Linked DNA regions of Pan troglodytes: region 1 is linked to region 2. A link is a contact called in public HiChIP or PLAC-seq data. All regions are on one chromosome and are shown on one strand. Each heading gives the region's core, a stretch centred on a gene start, on an enhancer-like site or on the middle of the called end of the contact. The rest is flanking DNA. Distances are from core to core; before and after follow the strand shown. Region 1 holds the start of ZNF3 (zinc finger protein 3). Region 2 holds the start of GJC3 (gap junction protein gamma 3).

Region 1 (7,491 bases), core at 4,550-7,049, 150 kb after region 2:
CAAAACTGCCTCAGTGGCCAGGCGCAGTGGGTCACACCTGTAATTTCAACACTTTGGGAGGCCAAGGTGGGCACTGAGGTCAGGAGTTTAAGACCAGCCTGACCAACATGGCAAAACCCCGTCTCTACAAAAATTAGCCGGGCATGGTGACGGGCGCCTGCAGTCCCAGCTACATGGGAGGCTGAGGCAGGAGAATCACTTGAACCCAGGAGGCGGAGGTTGCAGTGAGCCGAGATTGTGCCACTGCACTCTAGCCTGAGCAACAGAGCAAGACTCCATCTCAAAAAAAACAAAACAAAACAAAACAATCTGCCTCAATTATCAAACCTATCAAGCTGTCATTGATTACTGTTCGGTCAGCTTCCCCACTAGGCTGTGAGTTACTGAATGGCGAAGAGTGTGTCTTATTCACATCTGGATTCTAGTAGTTAGCCTAGTACCTGGTAAATGAGCGATTTCAATGGATGATTGCAGAATGACTGAGTAAAAGAATGAATGAGTCCTTATTCCTCACCACTGTCAAGCAGGGCCTGAGGTTCCTGAGATACGAGATCGGCCTGAGTTTCCATGGAAGGGCAAGGTGCTCTCTGGTCTCCTGGGTGCAGACTCAGCGGGAAGCGGGTTTTAAAAGAGAATGAGGAAGCACTGCAGAAGCAAAAGTTCAAGGTTCAAAGATAATTCAAAAAAACCTCCTGAATATAGAAATATGGGAGCTAGTATTTCAGTGAGTACCCAGGAACAGTGAGAAGAAATGTGGCAACTGGGACTAGTCTTTTATTTTCTTTTATTTTTTAATTTTTTTTTTCCTTTTTGTGGAGAACAGGGTCTCGCTATATTGCCCAGGCAGGTCTGAAACTCCTGGGCTCAAGCTATCCTCCCACCTGTTGCCTCCCTGAGAGCTGGGATTACAGGCGTGAGCCACTGCGCCCGGTATTTTTAAATTTTCTTTATTTTTTTTAAGACAGAATTTCACTCTCGTCACCCAGGCTGGAGTGCAATGGCGCAATCTCATCTCACTGCCACCTCTGCCTCCCGGGTTCAAGCGATTCTCCTGCCTTAGCCTCCCAAGTAGCTGGGATTACAGGCATGCACCACCATGCCTGGCTAATTTTTGTATTTTTAGTAGAGATGGGATTTCACCATGTCGGCCAGGCTGGTCTCAAACTCCTGATCTCAGGTGATCCGCCCACCCCAGCCTCCCCAAGTGCTAGGATTACAGGTGTGAGCCACCATGCCCAGCCTCAGACTAGTCTTTTAGATCCTGGTAAATATACTCCCTGAAATGAGACTATCGCAAGGACCACAAAAAGGGCCCAAGTTCCTCAACAATATCCCGCCTTTGGCTGCCCCCATCACTTTGAGTAATATTTATAACAAAATGCAGGAGCGGGTATATACATTCACTGGCATAAAAAGACTACTCCCAGGCTGGGCACGGTGGCTCATGCTTGTAATCCCAGCACTTTGGGAGGCTGAGGCAGGCAAATCACGAGGTCAGGAGTTCGAGACCAGCCTGGCCAGGATGATGAAACCCCATCTCTACTAAAAATACAAAAAATTAGCTGGGCATGGTGGTGTGTGCCTGTAATCCCAGCTACTCAGGAAGCTGAGGCAGGAGAATCACTTGATCCCAGGAGGTGGAGGTTGCAGTGAGCCGAGATCACGCCACTGCACTCCAGTCTGGGCAATAGACAGAGACTCTGCCTCAAAAAAAAAAAAAGAAAAAGAAAAGAAAAAATACAAAAATTAGCTGGGCATGGTGTTACATGCGCCTGTAATCCCAGCTACTTGGGAGGCTGAGGCAGGAGAATCGCCTGAACCCGGGAGGCAGAGGTGGCAATGACCCGAGATCGCACCATTGTACTCCAGCCTGGGCAACAGTGAGACTCCGTCTCAAACAAAACAAAACAAAACACAACAAACAAACAAACCCTGGATTTGATCTACCTCTCATTATCTCTTTACTCATTTGCTCACATAGCAAATGTTTGCTGAGTGCTAACTCTATTGCAACAAATGTTTGCTGAGTGCTAACTCTATTGCCACTCACAACTGCAAGGAGTAAAAAAATCAGGAATGCAAAAAGTATGTGCTTCATAATTACAGACTGTTACACTCACATAAGGCATCAAAGGAAGAGGAATGGATAAGAGAATGTTTGAGAGAATAAAAGAAAAAAAAAGAACAAAGGAAGAGGGGTCCTGTTTGAAAGTCAGTTGCAAGTTTGGACAACTCTGGTCTTCGGGTAGCAGGGGATATAGAATGTCCAATACCAGAGCCCTTACACAGTGGAAAGCACTGACTCAGGCACAAGCCAGGCCACTGGCAATCAAGGTGACACACCTTCTTGCCACCATCGCCCTCCCAGCAGGGTCCCTTCAATGGTGTCTCAGAGCCAACCATCATATCCTCTTATCAACCACCTTTACAATCTCCGGAGCTATTTATGAGCTGATGCCCTCAACAAGTCAGCTTTCAGTACAAACTCCTAGAAAGGCAGGTCAAAGGTCTGACTCCAGAGAAAAAGGCAACGCTCCCTCTCACAGCTGGGTTAAGTGAAGCTGGAACTCAAAGGCATATTGTTGAGAACAAACACCCAGTGTCCAGATCAGTAAACAGCGTTTCTCACAGAAAGAAAACTCTCCATTGTGCCCCCATGGCTTCAGGTCCAGACAGGGCCCTTCCCCTGCTCTGTTGCCAGCCTCACTCCCTGGTGCTGCCCGTGGGGACCGAGATAGATGGCCTGGCAGTAAGAACAAGACACGGAAAGCTTTACCTGCCTGATTCTTTCCTTCCTTCTTTGAAGTCAGTCCCTAGAAGGCCAAAGGAGCAATTACTGGGAATTTAGCAGCCTCTGTTCAAGTTCCCGGGAATTCTGACTTTTGTTGATGCCAATGCTGTGTGATTAAGGGGAAAAAAAGGAATTTAAAATATTCATGCAAACGTCTTTTTTTTTCCATGAGACAGGGTCTGACTCTGCTGCTCAGGCTGGAGTGCAGTGAGTTTGAGCTCACTCCAGCCTCAAACTCCTGAGTTCAAGTGATCCTCCCAGCTCAGCCTCCCAAGGAGCTGGGACTAAAGGTGTGCACTGCCACATCTGGCTGAGTTTTTTTAAGTTCTTTTTGTAGAAATGCAGCCTCACTATGTTGCTCAGGCTGGTCTCAATCTCCTGGCCTCAAGTGATTCTCCCACCTCAGCCTCCCAAAGTGCTGGGATTACAGGCATGAGCCACCGAGTCCAGCCTAAACTTCATTTCTAATCAAGACATTTAGAGAAAAGGAAAAAAAAGAGAATACTTATTATATGCTAATAAATACCAATTAAGACCACCACCACAACTAGTATTTGCGTTGCACCCGTGGAGAGATGAAAGGGAATGGTAGGTTCTCAGGTCCACCTCCACCCAGGGTAAGAAAGTTCTAACGTTCTGTCAGCTAACTTGCTAGACACTGTGCTCCGAACTACTTCAGCAGGGGATCCACATTGCACAGCTGAGCCATTAGAAGTCTTCAGGTGATTCGCTGAAAATCTATCTCCTTGGACCTTCACCGCACAGAGACCTAGTGCATCACAGAAATTCAATGACTGGCGACGTGCAGTGGCTCACGCCTGTAACCCCAGCACTTTAGGAGGCTGAGGTGGGAGGATTACTTGAGCCCAGGAGTTCCAGGCTATGGTGAGCCATGATGGCACCACGGCACTCCAGCCGGGGGCAACAGAGCAAGACCTTAATACACACACAAACATTTTAAAAGGGAAAAAAAAAAAAGGCCGGGCGCAGTGGCTAACGCCTGTAATCCCAACACTTTGGGAGGCCAAGGCAGGTGGATCACTTGAGGCCAGGAGTTGCAGACCAGCCTGGCCAAAAGGGCGGAACCCCGTCTCTACTAAAAATACAAAAAAATTCGCCGGATGTGGTGGCGGGCGCCTGTAGTCCCAACCACTCGGGAGGCTGAAGCAGGAGAAGCGCTTGAACCGGGAGGCGGAGATCGCGCCACTGCACTCCAGAGACAGTCTCAAAAATAAATAAAAATTAATTTTTTTAAAAAAAAGAGCTTCAATAACAGAATCTTCTCCTTCCACCCGACTGTCCATCAAACACGTATAATCAAATGATGCCCACTCTCCACAGATGTCTTTTCTGGAGAAAATAATACGCTCAGTTCCTCTAATTAGCCCATCGGTTTCAGGTTCATCACTCTGCTATCTTCTCCTGGAGTTTACACAAGCCCTTCAGAGTGTAAACACCGATGTGGATTCAATCCCACTTCCGGAGAGAGGATCAAACCAGGAATCTAATACAACTGAAAACGGAGCCTGAGCCAGGTGTATCACTCGATGCACTGGGCTCCAGCAGGATTACCCCTGGAATCGGCGTCTGCACCCACTCCCAGCCCTCGTGCTAACTGTGTACGCTTAGCAGAATTTCTCTGATCCTTGGACCCAGCTGCGTAAAAATAAACTTCCTCTCCTGCCACGGGCGCGAATAACTGTGTTAACATCAAATAAAAACGTCTGGGAGAAATACCAAGTTAGGGTCGCTGTCATTAGCTGCTTTCAAGAGAGAGGCGCCCCTACCGCTCTGCTGAAACTTTTAAACGCTCCAGCTGGGTCGCCGTTAAAGTCACAAAACCAGAACCGGAGCCCCATTACTAACCCCTACGCAGGATCCCGCTAGGCTAGGGGGATCCCTGGGGAAGCGGAGTAGAGGACGGGCTGCAGGGGACGGAGGGGCGCCTCCCCGAACCCTGCTCCGGGCCGGCCGGGGGACCCTGCGGGCCGCAGTGGCACAGACACCACCCCCTTCCCCGGCGACCACAGCCTCCGTCTCACCGCGAGACCCGGGGACGCGTGGACTCACCCTGGGGGCAGGGACGACAGATTTGGGGGACCAGACACGGACCAGGCCCTGTTGGACCCTGTCACAGACCCACACACCGGGGACAGAACAAAGAACGGAAGTTCCCCCTCGTTTCGCTTCCGGGTCGGTTGTTCTTGCCACTCACCCGTACCCCCAACGCCCACTTGTTCTGTCTAGGAAAATGGGAGGTCCTCGCCTCTCTGTGGTTTGCTGACTCAGGGCGGCTGGCAGGCGGCGAGGGCAAGGAGCGCGATCGCTGACGCGGCACTCGGGGATCTTTCGCTGCGGGGGCTGGCCGGCTGCGCCCTCTGCTGGCCACGAAGGTGCGAAAGCGGCCGACCACGGTCCTGGGCCTCAGGACATGCGCTCCAGCGTCGCCGGCCTTGGGGGCGGGCGGCGGGGGCGCGCGGGGATGTCGAGCCCGCGCTTCTCAGGCTTGCTCGCGAAGGGCAGCAGTAAACATACAATTATTGAAGGATTCATCAATATTAAAAAATGAACCCTGATTTAAAACTTGCCTCCGAACAAACCGAGTTTTTTTTGTTTCTTGTAAAAATGCCCCCTTTAAATTACCCACATCTGAAGAAAACATTCCAGTCCATCACAGAGTTGACGTGAGGAAAAAACCCGTGTACAGGTGATGAGAGCAGAGAAGAGGAAGCTTACCGGCCGGGCGCGGAGGCTCACGCCTGTAATCCCAGCACTTTAGGAGGCCGAGGCGGGCGGATCACCTGAGGTCAGGAGTTCGAGACCAGCCTGGCCAACATGGCGAAACCCCGTCTCGACTAAAAATACAAAAAAATTACCCGGGCGTGGTGGCAGACGCCTGTAATCCCAGCTACTCTGGAGGCTGAGACAGGAGAATCGCTTGAACCCAGGAGGCGGAGGTTGCAGTGAGCCGACATCGCACCACTGTACTCCAGGCTGGCCACAGAGTGAGACTGTATCAAAAAAAAAAAAAAAAAGGAAGCTACAGGTGGAAGCGAGGCGGGGATAGTCAAGGAAGTGACCGTGTCCTGGAGACGCGGCAACCGTGGTGATCGCAGTCAACACAGTAAGCCCCAGCATTCGCATTGTAATTGAGCTCATTCAAGCTGAGCGCTCTCCAGTAGGGACTTTCCCCTGTAGGGAGCATGCGCATTTTGATTTCACCTGTCCTCAAACTGACCCTTTGCTCATTATCTTGGTAAAAAACACGCCCCTGGGTGGAAATTTAAGATGCTAATGAAACATGCAATGTATGAACAAGCCTGTACACCCACTGCGCATGTGCACCTAGAGGACCACCCAGAACATACTTACTAGTAACACTTCTCCCACCCCCTTATGAATAATCGTGTAAGACCCCCTACAAAGGGGCTCTCTCTAGAGCCAGCCTTTGCTGTTTCATCCTTAGGAGCAGCCCTCCCTGAACTAACTCTCTCTATCTCTCTCTCTCTCCCAGGGTGTACTGTCTACTCTGCACTTAACTTTCAAAATACTATTTTCCTTTTGCAATAAATTACTCTATGCTGGATTTCCTTTGACATGTGTTTCTTTTATTCTTTTTCCTTTTTTTTTTTTTTTTTTTTGTTGTTGTTGTTGTTGTTGTTGAGAGGAAGTCTCACTCTTGTCACCCAGGCTGATTCTCGTGCCTCAGCCTCCCAAGTAGCTGGGACTACAGGCGTGTGATACCATACCCGGCTAATTTGTGTGTATTTTTAGTAGAGACAAGGTTTCACCATGTTGGTCAGGCTTGTCTCGAACTCCTTACCTCAAATGATCTGCCGCCTCAATCTCCCAAAGTGCTGGGGTTACAGGTGTGGGCCACCGCGCCCGGCCTCCTGTGTGTTTCTTGTTTAAATTTTTTTTTTCTTTTGAGACGGGGGTCTTACTCTGTCACCCAGGCTGGAGTGCAGTGTTGTGATTTCGGCTCACTGCAACCTCCACCTCACAAGGTCAAGTGATCCTCCCACCTCAGCCTCCCAAGTAGCTGGAACCCCAGATGCATGCCACCACGCCCGGCTACTTTTTTGTAGAGACGGAGGGTTTTCACCATGTTGCCCAGACTGGTCTCAAACTCCTGAGCTCAAGGGATCCGCCCACCTCAGCCTCCCAAAGTGTTGGGATTACAGGTGTGAGCCACTGCACCCAGCCTTAAATTCTTTTAAACTAAGAAGATAAGAAATGAGGTATCACAATAGCCATCAATAGAAGGAAAGCACCTCATCATGTTCATGCTTTCCTCTGCCTTCTTCAACATATGAAGTCTTTTTTTTTTTTTTAGAGACAGGGTCTCACTCTGTCACCCAGGCTGGAGTGCAGTGGCGCGATCCTACCTCACTACAGCCTCAACCTCCTGGACTCAGGCGATCCTCCCTCCTCAGCTTCCAGAGTAGCTGGGACCACAGGCACGCACCATCACACCTGGCTTCCTTTCTGTTTTGTAGACTGGGTGCTGCCAGTTCATGAATCCCTAATAAAGCCAACTCAATCTTTAAAATTCAATTTGTTGGCCGGGTGCAGTGCTTCACGCCTGTAATCCCAGCACTTTAGGAGGCCGAGGCAGATAGATCACCTGAGGTCAGGAGTTTGAGACCAGCCTGGCCAACATGGTGAAACCCCGCCTCTACTAAAAATACAAAAACAAA
Region 2 (6,631 bases), core at 92-2,591:
TGAAAAGGCACAGTCAGGAAATGCTTTAGACTACATGGCCCAAGGGGCCCTTAGAGATCCTTCAACAGCCTCTAATTTGTCACAGACATGAATCCCCACTCACTGGATGTGGGAAAGAAGATTCAATCACAGGGTTTCCTTCAGGCAAGTCAGGTGTCTTTATAACTCTGCAAAGTAGAGAATCAAGAAGAAGCTGAGATTTTTCCTAAGTGGAGAGAGACCTAAATGGAAGTTCAGGAGGGACAACGGACTAGCACTCTTGTCCTTGTTCGCTGGAAGGAACCACCAAGTTGATGGGGATGGACATTGGGATAGATTTTGAGAGCAAGAGAGAACAAAGAAAAGGGTTGGGAGTGGCGGTCAGAACACATCTGCCTAGAACCCGGTTACCTACTTTGTAACATGCAGAAGTTGTACTTCCCAGAAAGGTGAGGGACCTGCCCCGGGAGGAGATCATCAGGACACAGACATCAGTGACAGGAAGAGAGCGTGTCCTTCTCACCTGCTTCTTGAAATTGCTCTTTGGTTTCCACCACTGGGAGGCTATCGGTTGCTTTCTTGTGTCTTCTGGTGCTCTCTGAAGTTGGGAAGTATTTAGAAGAGGAAGATTTGTGCTTCCAGGTCCTCCACCATCTCCCCAAACCCAGAAGCACAAGCTCCAAAAAGGTAAACAAGAGACAGAAACCGCTGACTCCAAACATGGTCTTTAGGAAAATGGTCTTCTCAGAGGGGCGGGACAGATTGCAGGTTATACTACCAAGGCAAGGTTCTCGGCGACATGCAAAGGAGCTGGGCATCTGGAACCCATACAGGTGGTACTGCAACCCCAGGGCTGCCCCCTCCAGGACAAGCCGAGCCCCCAGCTGAGCCACATAAGCCCAGAGCAGCCTGAGGCTTCCAGCCCCTGGGACATCTGTGTTGCCCTCCCGTCCCTGGATCAGGGTCTCCTCCTCCTTCCCCTTTCCTGATAATTCCCAGTGCCAGATCACGTGATACAGAGTGAAACCCATATAGAGGGCGCTGGGTACAGCCACCAAGATGACCTGGAAGACCCAGAAACGCAGCGGGGAGAGGGGGTGGAAGGCATCGAAGCAGGCAGCCTTGCAGCCCGGCTGCTGGGTGTGACACACGAATTCACTCTGCTCATCACCATAGACTCCAGGCCCACTGGCAGCCAGCAGCACAAGACGGAATCCCAGGAGCACGGGAAGCAAGAGGCGCCCCACGGGGGTGGAGCGCCGGCTCTCCTCCGCCAGCAGCCGCCGCAGGAACCTGCCACACATCCTGTTTTGGAGCAGAGGACAAGAGATCAGTGTTGTTCACTGTCCTTCAGAGGGAGCTCCAGTCCACCTTGTCACTCCTAATCCAAGGATCACTGAAGGCAAGCTTTTTTATTCCTCTCCAAGTATCTGACTGATTAAATACCAAGACTCTGATTGCACCTCTTTACTACTTAATGAAATCATCTATGTAAAATAATAACAGTGAGTGTGTGTGGTGTGGCTCTCTCTTCTGCCCTCCCCTTCTGTACTGCTGGAGTGGAGAGGAACTCTCAGGTTGGAGAGACCAGGGTACATCTTCATCTCTCTCTTTCCCTCCTTCCCTCCGTCTCTCTTTCCCAAAGGCTGAACGTAAGAGAGTAGACTGGGATGTTTCGTTAATTTTCCTTTGAGAGGTATTGCTTCCCCAGCTGATGGCTGCCAGGCCTGGTGCTCCTACAGCATCATCTTAAGCAAATTAGTGCTGATGCTGAGAGGGAATGTGCATTCTCTTGCTGTCTTCTTTTCTCTGCCTCGATGCCCTTGGATGATCACAGGTGTGTCTGGATGTCCTCTTCTCCCATCACAGTGGTAAAGTTGAGAGGTAGTTAGGTTATGGGGCTAGATGTGATGGATGAAATGAACAGAGCAAGCATCGAGGCTTGCTTTAGTCTGATGCTCTTAGGCCTTACAAGCTGAGGAAGAAGAGAACATTTGGAAGGTAACCCAGCAGAATTTACCAGAATTACGTACTATAGGATTTGGGGCCAGAGCCAGAACTGACTAGATAGAAATTCAGATTTCGACCCCCACTTGCCGTTGTTCCTTGGGCATATTATCTCCCTCATGGTGACAGGCGACCATGATCAAGGATAAGTTTCAGAAATCCCTCTGTTCCCCAGCCAAAATACCACAATGCTACAAGCCCAAGTTCACCATCTCTATATTTGTCCTAATCAGCTGCCTTCCCCAATGCCCAGCAGCTGTTTCAAACCGTCCCCATTTAGCCTAAATTCTCACTCATCTGGTTACCCTCACACTCAGAAGACCATGTGGTATGGTCTGAATGATGATCAAGATGCATATGCTAGAACCTAATACAGTAGTCCCCCCTCTTATCTGCGATTTCACTTTCTACAGTTTCAGTTACCCACAGTCAACAGAGGTCCAAAAATATTAAATGGAAAATTCCAGAAATACAAAATTAATGTTTTAAATTGTGTGCTGTTCTGAGTAGCACTATGAAATCTCACACCATCCCACCCAGGATGTGAATCATCCCTTTGTCCAGGGTATCCACGCTGTAGACGCTCCTTGCTGGTTTGTGACTTAATCGCCATTTTGGTTATCAGATCAACTATCAGTATTTTTGTATTTTAGTAGAAACAGGGTCACTATGTTGGCCAGGATGGTCTCAATCTCCTGACCTTGTGATCCACCTGCCTCGGCCTCCCAAAGTGCTGGGATTACAGGCATGAGCCACCATGCCCAGCCACAATTGTTCTATTTTCTTAGTAGTTATTGTTGTTAATCTCTTACTGTGCTAATTTGTAATTAAACTTTATCATAGGGATGTACATATGGGAAAAAAAACATAGTATATATGGAGTTTGGTACTATCCACAATTTCAGGCATCCACTGGAGGTCTTGGAACATATCTCCCACAGATAAGGTGGAAGTGCTGTACTCAGTGTGATAGTATTAAGAGGTGGAAAGGTGGAAGTGCTGTACTCAGTGTGATAGTATTAAGAGGTGGAGCCCTTACCAAGTGTCTTAGTCCATTTTGTGTTGCCACAAAGGAGAACCTGAGGCTGGGTGATTTATAAAGAGGTTTATTTGACTTACAGCTCTGCAGCCTGCACATCTGCTTAGCTTCTGTTGAGGGTTTCCATACTGTGTCAAAACATGGCAGGGAAGGTCAAAGGGGAAGAGGGACCAAACCCAAGGGGCATCCTGGCTTTACAACAACCCACTCTTGAGGGAACTAATCCATTCCCTCGAGAATGAATCCAGTTTCACAGAAGCAATAACCCACTCACTGCCACAAGAATGGCACCAAGTTATTCATGAGGAATCTGCCCCCAGGACCCAAACACCTCCCCCTAGACCCCACCTCCCAACACCATCAAACTATAGGGATTAAATTTCAACATGAGATTTGGTGGGAACAAACAAACCGTATCAAACCAGAGGTGATTAAGCCTTGAGGAAAGAACCTTCATGAATGAGATTAGTGCTCTTATAAAAGATGCTCCAGGGAGCCCCTCCATCCCTTCCCACTGTGTGAGGATACACAAGAGGTGCCATCTAAGAGGAACAAGCCCTTGCCAGACACTGAATCTGCTGGTGCCTGGATCGTGGACTTCTCAGCCTCCAGAACTTTGAGAAATAAATATCTCTTATTTATGAATTACCCTCTCTAAGGTATTTTGTTATAGCAGCCCAAACAGACGAAGACACCACGAAAACCTCTTACTCCAAAGAGAAAATAGAGACACTGATGTGAAACCCCACAGATACTACTTTCTCTTATCTTAATATTTACTTCCTTTTCTAACATTGTAGAGAAAGAAGTGGACCTACAGTTATCCAAGTTTACTCTGCCTTCCAAATCTGTGTCCTTGGGTCTCATCTTTCCTGCTTCTTCAAGGATTTGTTCCCCAAATTATCTTCCCTGTAATTTGGACTTCCCCTGTGGTCTCAGTCAGAAGGATGGGTTGAGATGAGTCCCAGGGACAATTCTAAGGGTCTCAATTGACCAGAGAAATATGTCATCATTCACCAACTGCAAGACACTATATTTTGAGCCATTAAGAGTCAGAGTTTGAGTTCATCTAGGTTGGTCACGCATCCTCCCTCAACCAGCCCCATCTGTGAGGATACCTGCAGCCCTGCCCCATCTTGTAAGTCTAGGGGGGGTGTCCCTGGATTTATGGGAAGCATCCCCAGGGCTCTGAGGGTTTCTGTCCTTCCTGTCTTGAGAGTTATCAGACTAGATGATCATTAGGTAAATTCTCAAGTCTTGCTGTCAGCCTTGTTTTATTTCGAAGTGCAGGTCCAGCACCCTCTAAACACATTTCCGTCACATTTCCAGCAGACGTGGAATTTCACACAGGGTGGGTCTGACATATTTCAAGGGTCAGGGATTCAAATCATTTCCACAGGCCGTATCTAGTGTCCCCTTTCTTTCTGTCTCTCCCATTCCCACCCCAGGCCCATGAAGAGACACCTAAATCCTCTCAGAGGCTCTCAGAACAAAGCTGAGGTCTCCAGAGCTCACCACAGAGCTTTGGGGTTTTGGAAAGGAGAGAGGGGCAACAGTAGAACAAAAGGACCTGCCCAGGGCCCCTTGATTTGGAGCTCTCATATCTAACCCTAAGCACCCTTCCTTGTCATTCACCTGCCTTCACCTGCAGCTGTTATCGCCAACACAATGCTTATGTCCCATGCTTTCAGGGCCTTCTGGAGGGTTCAGACAAAACTGTGCTTTCTGTCCCAAAGTCTGCATACCAAAGGGACCTCCCTATATGATAGCTTCCTACCCCCTTACCCCCTGCTTTTCAGGGACCCTGTGGTCTCTCCGATCTGGTCCAGCTGTCCCCAGCTCACCTTTCTCTTTCCCTAAGACCCACATCCTCCTCTCATCAACAAGTCTGCAGCTTTGCCCCACGGTGGACAGGGCCCCCAGGTCAAACTTCAGGACCTAGAGAGCTGAGGCTGAGAAGGAGGGGGAGATGTACCAAAGCCCCCAGCTCAGCATTGTTGGAAAAGCTCGGCTGAAGGGACACCCCTGTTTCTGAGTAGAGAAACAGCTTGCAAATAAAGTTGTCTGGGAGGTAGTAGAATTGGAGCTCTGTCAGGATTTTAGTCAGTGAAGCAACACCTGTGAGCTCAAGAGTTGGGAGAGGAAGGAAAGGCCAGGGTTTGGAGAAATTTTCTAATATCCAAAGAGATTTTGAAATTCCATCATGATTTTGGTGTGAATTTTTCTTATCATCTCTTGGGAGAAAATGTCCAGGATTCTGTTGGTGGCAGAATCCATGTCAAAGATTTAAGGTATGAGGGAGGGAATGCCCACCCCATCTGGCCTGGAATACCTTCTAGATGCTTTTATCCAGTGTGGCAACAGCAGCAACACTGGCATCACCAGGCATGCAGAATCTCGGGCCGTATCCTAGGCCTCCTAAGTCATATCTGAATTTTGATAATATCCTCAGGTATGATCATGTCAGAGTTGGAGAAGCCTCTCGAGAACCCAGAGCAGCCCCCCTACCACCACCACCACCACGAGGCCCTGAGCCAGCTCAGTGGCTCTCTGTCCCTGCACTCACCCAGTGGCTTTCAGCAGAAGCATTCACAACAGGGGAGAGGAGTCCTCAGGCTGGAGCCTGTGGGGTCCCACTCTTCCCTGGCCCAGCCTCCTGCCACCACCCACTTCTTTTCCCTCCCCTTTTCATTCCTGGCAGCCTTCATGAAGGGGAAAAGAATTGCAGCTGGAGCAGCAGCAGGCCTGCTGTTAAAGAATGAGTTCTGCAGAATAACCAACCCTCTGTTGTTGAGAGTAAGGGGTGTTTTCAAAGTGAACCGAAACAGGGATTTTCAGATCATCTGAAGGGGGAGCAATGGCTTCATTGTGTTTCCAGCACTGGGGCATGAAGGCAATGACAGGTAGAATAAAACCCCCCTGCTCTCCTGCCCAAAGTAGCTGAAGCACAAGCTTACCCACAGAAGAATGTGTGTGTGCACGTATGTATAAGTGTGAGTGTGTATTTGTATGTCTTTGTGTGTTTGTGTGTGTTTGCTTCATTTCCTCAGGCAGCCTTCATCCCAGAATTTGTGGTGATTTCGGGATGTCCTCTCCTCTTGGATGGGAGAATAGCACAGACTCCCCGCGACAGCATGATGGGAATCTGCTCCACGTCCCTTCAGGAATCCAGAGAACCCAGACCCCTCTCCATCAGGCCCAGGGAGAACTGTGACGCCTGTCCCCATGGCCATTCCTAGCCCCACTGCTAGAGCCAGGAATCTCTCCAGAGATACCGCCAAGAATGGGAAGCAGCAAAGTGAGGAGAGTAACTCACAGGGCTGAGGGAGTGTGCAGAGAGGGACTGGTCTCCTGTGTTCGAAGTGACAGTGCTCAGGGTCAATGCTGGACTCTTCACAGAGGAGATGCCAGAGGCAACCTCATGTATTAGTCCATTTTCACGCTGCTAATGAAGACATACCTGAAACTGGGCAATTTACAAAAGAAAGATGTTCAGTGGACTTACAGTTCCACGTGGCTGAGGAAGCCTCACAATCATGGTGAAGGCAAGGAGGAGCAAGTCATATCTCACATGGATGGCAGCAGGCCAAGAGAGAGCTTGTGCAG

Evidence for each region. HiChIP or PLAC-seq counts read pairs in DNA pulled down with a chosen protein or histone mark.
Region 1: a contact with region 2 is called in an H3K4me3 HiChIP or PLAC-seq map of stem cell-derived excitatory neurons, with 2.4 times the contacts expected there. The contact joins the promoter of ZNF3 here to the promoter of GJC3 in region 2. A contact is called at or near these places in 1 of 7 Hi-C or Micro-C datasets (blood) and 1 of 1 datasets of contacts at active chromatin or transcription factors (stem cell-derived excitatory neurons).

What each region holds. Positions count from the first base shown.
Region 1 is chr6:109,543,180-109,550,670 of NHGRI_mPanTro3-v2.0_pri, forward strand. ZNF3 (zinc finger protein 3) reads right to left here and starts at 5,800. Exons shown (of 6, transcript XM_063814806.1): 1 at 5,528-5,800; 2 at 2,777-2,897; 3 at 515-645. The coding sequence starts at 569.
Region 2 is chr6:109,393,034-109,399,664 of NHGRI_mPanTro3-v2.0_pri, forward strand. It overlaps GJC3 (gap junction protein gamma 3), which reads right to left and starts at 1,342. Exons shown (of 2, transcript XM_001143440.7): 1 at 503-1,342. The coding sequence starts at 1,283.